Regions from separate parts of the Mus musculus genome. Here region 2 is linked to region 1. A link is a contact called in public promoter capture Hi-C data. All regions are on one chromosome and are shown on one strand. The core of a region is the stretch at or near the end of the contact, and the rest is flanking DNA. Distances in the headings are between cores, read along the strand shown. Region 1 overlaps Btbd9 (BTB (POZ) domain containing 9). Region 2 overlaps Dnah8 (dynein, axonemal, heavy chain 8).

Region 1 (2,847 bases), core at 179-2,678:
TAACTAGTCCTCAGTGAACTACCATAGCAATCACTGTTCAGTTTTTATGCCTGGCCAGAGGGTGCATCCCCCAAGCCTTTTTATGGGGTGCATAAGAGTGCTATCAAGGTTTGTTAGGAAGAAAGACGGAGAACTCTATGGGCAACAGATAGCATCTCTTACATTTTGTTTGTGTTTTTAAGTTTGTGGTGCTGGGAATGAAACCCAGGGCTGTCTGCATGCTAAGCAGACGTTCCACTGTGGGCTTGAGTCCCAGCCTAGCATTATTCTGTAATGAAAATCTCTGATCTTGTTCTCTGAAGTTGTTGGTGGTGGCATGACTGCAGAGGCTCTGTATGTAATTGTCATGGCTTTCTGAGCACATTGTTGTTTGGTGACATTTTATGTGTTTATTTGCCCTGGTCCTTTTAGGTTTCTGGTACTCAGTATTCTTACTTTCTCTGAGGATTTATTATTTTGACTCTTAAATAGTTAGGCAGTGTACATTTTAATGATTTCTTATTAATTTCATCAGGGATGAATTTCGCTAAACCTAGGCTCTTATCCTGGGTTCTCTGGCAGACAGCCCGAGGCAGAGACTGAGAGCTGTTGATATTTTCCTTGAGAGGCCCAGGTCCAGGTGTATAGGAGTCACGGGCAAAAAGAAGCGAAGCTTGGAAGGCTGTGGAGAAACGAGATGAGGGTGCCGCTCTGAGCAAATTGCTAAGCAAGCGTGGGCCCTGGTCTTGCCAACTGGTCTGCTTGGAAAGGATTGTGGTGAGGAGGAGGAGAGGAGGGAGTGGAGGAAGAGGAGGGAGTGGAGGAGGAGAGGAGGGAGTGGAGGAAGAGGAGGGAGTGGAGGAGGAGAGGAGGGAGTGGAGGAAGAGGAGGGAGTGGAGGAAGAGGAGGAGGGAGTGGAGGAGGAGAGGAGGGAGTGGAGGAAGAGGAGGAGGTAAACTAGAGCTGTCCTTGGGAAAGAGAAGGAGATGAATTCATCTGCCTGATTTTTTTTTCTCCTCTTCCTAGTTGGAGAGTTGCAGGAAGCAGCCTCCTTTTACACTTCTAACCTGTCCATTTTAGGCTCTCTCTCTCAGGCTACTCAGGATGCTGGATCCTACACTTAGTGTGGGAAGCCACACAAATCCAAAGTAAGTGACCAGGCACTGAGGAAGAGGAGAGGAGAGCAGGAAGTAAGGCAGAGGGGAAGGAGGAGGAGCAGATCCAAGAGAGGACTGGGTTTGGCTTTGTCAGATTGTTTTGGTATTTAGTTAACAGGTCAGGGTTAGATTCACAGAGCAAGCTAGCCTAGTGCTTTGAGACTCAGAGCTTTATGGGTGGGAGTGCTTGCCACCCCACCTGATATGCAGGTTTACTTTGGTCTGGCCTGGGAATCTCCTGTTGGAAGGATTGGCAGCATTCCAGCGCTCACACATCAAACTGCTGGGGGATCTGGGTCAGCATCGACTCCTTGAAGTCATTCTGAAATATGACTGAGGTGGAGTACAGCGGCTCTGGCACGCTTAGGGCGTCCTCTCTCTTCAGCTTTATCACGATTGATGGCTTCTCTGGAATGCTAGACACTTGGAAGTCCCTTGAGTATCACCTTTGAATTCCGAGAGTTCTTACAAGGCCAACTTCGTTTCAAAGAGAGCAGTTTTTGCTTTTTATTCAGTGTGCAGTGAAAAAATTGTGCTGATTTGATGGCAGGTGGGGCACAGTCTGACAGGATGGAGGAGAGGGTGTCCTGGTGGCTCTGCTCTCTGCTGCTTCATATATGACTTCTGTCTTCTTTCCTTATATGTGTCTTTGTTTTCCCATTAATGTTCTTTATCCCGACCACTATGACTGCTTAATAGATTCGCAGAGTAATGGCAGCTGTTTCTGCGTGGGAGATTAGAGGATGAGCTTGTCACAGATGAATGTTAATTGGCAACATCGAGCAGGCCTGAGGAGACTTCCAGCTTCTCGGTCAGAATAGGACCTGACACAGAAGACTCGGACGATCCCAGCATGTCCCTAGCTGAATGCTTTGACTGGCCCTGAAGTGTGCACTGGACAGTACAGGTGGGGCTAGGTGGCTCCCGATCTGCTTAGGAGGTGTGGGAGTTCTTCCCTAGGCCCTGGTTTGAGCTACTCAGATTTTTTTTGTACATATTTTAAAAGGATCTGTGTTCTTCATATGACTTTGGTGACTCTGACATAGTCACCTTAAGTTTGTTGGCTTCTAAAGGCATGGCCTGGTTTTCTGAGGTTTTGTTTTGTTTTAATTTTGTGGAATGTCTGAGTGTTGTTTTATTAGAGTAACAATAACGCATGGAGATAAGGGTCCCCCTTTTTCCTTCTGTCTTCCTGGGGGTACCTTCCCCTTCCCTTGCCTCGGGCTCTTTAAGGTTTTACTTGCATGGCAGATTCAAGGGAATACTTTTTTCCTTCTTTTTGAAGCTCTGCTTATGAGCTAGAATCATAAAAATTCACAAATTGTGCCAAATTTTCTTTTGTTGATGACTGTGATTTAGCCTGTTATGTAACTGTAATGTATAATTTACACATCCTGAAGACCAGCCGTCCTTGTACTGAGCAACTATATTTAACCCTCACTTTCTTTGGGGGGAAGAGAACATTACCAATTATCTTTGAAACTGTATTGTGAGACCGTGCACACTGATCCACCCTCTGCTTCCATTTTTAATTTTTGGTACATCAAGTTGTACGTTCCGACTTATTCTGTGCTTTTCATACATCTGCACCCCAGAGGTGAGGGGCCTGGTGTCTGACGCCGGTGTTCCAGCCCTCTCTTGCCCTCCCTGTCCAAATCAGCAGTGAGATGAAATGTCTGCCACCCCAGGGTAGTGCAGGTCCAGAGAGGAC
Region 2 (2,700 bases), core at 128-2,627, 190 kb before region 1:
CCTGGAAGCCAGTCTTCCATTAGCAGCCTTCAGATGAAGCTGTAGAACTCTCAGCTCCTCCAGCATCATGCCTGCTTGGATGCTGCCATGTTCCTGCCTGGATAATGGACTGAACCTCTGAACCTGTAGGCCAGCCCCAGTTAAATGTCCTTTCCGAGACACGTGGTCACGGTGTCTCGAAGCCACAATGGAACCCTGACTAAGAGCCATTCCCTATTTCTTGGCTGTCCTTGCCCTTTGCACTGGTTCCGGGGCACTTCTAGGTTTGTTTTTTTCTGAGACTTTTTTCTTTGCTCACTCTGGCACTCTGAGCCTTCCCTGGCTCAGCTCATCTTCCCTTCGGATAAATGATCCTGTCCTGGCACGTGCAGTTTCTTTTATTTATTTATTTATTTTTATTTTATTTTTTATCTAGTTAGGTTTTTTTTGTTTTGTTTTGTTTTGTTTTTGTCTCCACTTGTTAGGTGTAGTCTCTGGACACATTTCAAAGCATCTTCCAAACGCTTGTGCTCTGCTGTCAAAGGGAGAAAGCTGTGTCCAGATGTTCATGTCTCCCTGAAGGTAGCTCCCTGTTGCTTGAGGCCCCTGAGCTCATTCCTTAAGTTACTGAGAGCTGTTTTGCTTCTCGGTGTTTGATGGTTCTTCTCTTTGTCTGTTAGTGCTCTTGATCCCAGGAAAAGAATCTGTGCTTCTCAGGACTGACAATCAAGTCCCACGTGAATGTATGCAGGAGAAGAGATAGCTACAACCTCAATGAATAACGGCAGATGAGTCCTCCTCACAACTATTTTTCCCTTTGCCCATCCATTTCTTCACCTTCTGTTGCTGTTGTTTGAGAACAGGAATCCCATGTAGCCCAGGGTGGCCTCAAGCTCCCTGTGTAGCCAAAGTTGACCTTGAATTCCCAATGTTCCCATCTCTACCAACCCCACACTAGGGCAACAGCGATGTGCCTCCAGGCCTCTTTTATGGGATGCCAGAGAGGAGGCCCAGAGGTTTATGCACGCTTAGTAAGCTTTCTACCAATCCAGCTACATCCTTAGCCCAGTTTCTCCACACTTCTAGAATAAGTGCCTCAGCTTCCTATTTTCCTTCTGTAATTTGAGCACAGGTACTTGTCTAAGGCTACTGGGGGCGGGGCAGGGGGAGGGGCATCTGCCCGGGTCTCTTCTGGGCTGGTTAGTGTTGCTGTCCAACACTGCACACCTGCCAGTCAGAGCCCACTTCAGTTAGTTTTTTCACTTCTCCTGCTACTTTAACTTGCTCTTCTCATTGTTGACTTATAAAATACTTTGTTACTTTGAGTCGTCCAGGGGAAGGGAGCATTGCGCATGCGTGCAGGCGCCTACAGAGCCAAAGGGTTCCGGATTCTCACGGCGCTCTCTACCACTGAGCCAGCTCTCTGACTCCACCAGAGTGAACTATGACAATCCTCTTTTATATTCCCACACTACTCCGTGACGGCTTCCGAGGGAGCACGGTTTCATGAATGAACAAAGGGAACAAGATTGAGCTGCCAGTTGAGAGCTTTGCTTTATGAAAAATGAAACGCTTTTACAAACCTGGATTTTTTTTAGTACAGCTGGCGTTTCCTGGTCCCACACATGGTTTGTTCCGCCGTCAGTAATGTATGCTTTGCAGGCTGTTACCATCTGATTTGTCACCTAAAATAAAGGTAGGTACAAAGTGGCTATAGGTGAATGGCGTTTAAAAGCATAATACATGCGATAAATAATTAATTTGTGGAGTACATAAGTCACAAAATTAAAAACAACAACAAACAAAACACAAATGAAATCAAAATAAAGAAAACCCAAAACATTTACCTACTGCAATTATGTCACTGTCCCTGGGGTCATGACTCCCAAAGTCAAACACATTTTCTATTTGTCTAGTACACTTCCATTTAAGTCCTGACCTAGTCCAAAGTAATGAATGACAGCCACTTAAAAAGGTTACAGGAGAGGGTTAGAGAGTTGGCTCAGCAGTTAAGAGCACTGACTGTTCTTCCAAAGGACCGGGGTTCAATTCCCAGCACCCATGTGGCAGCTCACAGCTGTCTGCAACTCCAGTTCCAGGACCCAACATCCTCACTAAGGCACGTACAAATGCAAAACACAGAATGCATATACAGGCAAAACACAGATGCACATAAAAAAATTTTTTTTTTTTTAAAAAGGGAAAAAGATGGTTGAGTGGAGGACTACAGATCAATGCTTGCCCTGCATGCTCAAAACCTTGGGTTCCATCACTTCAGACAGGTGAACCTCAGGAGATAGAGGCAGGGGCATCAGAGGTTCAAGGTCATCTGCCCTCCACAACATAAAAGAATTTGAGACCAGCCTGGGAAACATCCTGGGCAGAGGGGGAGAGGGAGCGGGAGGGAGAGAACTCGCCATGGTGGGCTGGTAAGATGGCTCAGCAAGTCAAGGCACTTGCCTCACAAGCCAGGCAACCTGGGTTCATTCCCAGGAACACAGGGAGAGGTAGAACAGAACAGACCCTACAAAGTATCCTCTGACCTCCCCGGGCTGCTGTGGCATGCCAACATCAAACACACACACCACCACACCACTGCCGCCGCAGCTGCCACTGCCGACTAAGACTAGGACTATGACTACGAAGACAAAGGCGCTCACCTTGATGAATAATGACGTCATCCTCTCTGATGTATTATAATACCTCGACACACTGTGAATC

Evidence for each region. Capture Hi-C pulls out chosen DNA fragments and counts their contacts.
Region 2: a contact with region 1 is called in a promoter capture Hi-C map of adipose tissue. The contact joins two enhancer-like sites. A contact is called at or near these places in 6 of 39 promoter capture datasets (the 3T3-L1 cell line, the HPC-7 cell line, HPC-7-derived erythroid cells and 3 more), 8 of 484 Hi-C or Micro-C datasets (the AML12 cell line, the P5424 cell line, cumulus cells and 3 more) and 3 of 9 other capture datasets (adipose tissue, liver and pancreatic islet).

What each region holds. Positions count from the first base shown.
Region 1 is chr17:30,469,567-30,472,413 of GRCm38.p6, reverse strand. The region is part of intron 6 of Btbd9 (BTB (POZ) domain containing 9); the gene reads left to right. Among named protein-coding and RNA genes, the nearest start is that of Btbd9, 110 kb to the left of the region's middle. Within about 2 kb of position 1,428, at least 45 of the 459 cell types and tissues checked have an H3K27ac peak or open chromatin away from gene starts, as enhancers often do. A contact at or near this core is called in adipose tissue, where this site is marked.
Region 2 is chr17:30,656,933-30,659,632 of GRCm38.p6, reverse strand. Dnah8 (dynein, axonemal, heavy chain 8) reads right to left here. Exons shown (of 93, transcript NM_013811.3): 10 at 2,640-2,700; 11 at 1,563-1,664. Among named protein-coding and RNA genes, the nearest start is that of Dnah8, 31 kb to the right of the region's middle. Within about 2 kb of position 1,377, at least 105 of the 459 cell types and tissues checked have an H3K27ac peak or open chromatin away from gene starts, as enhancers often do. A contact at or near this core is called in adipose tissue, where this site is marked.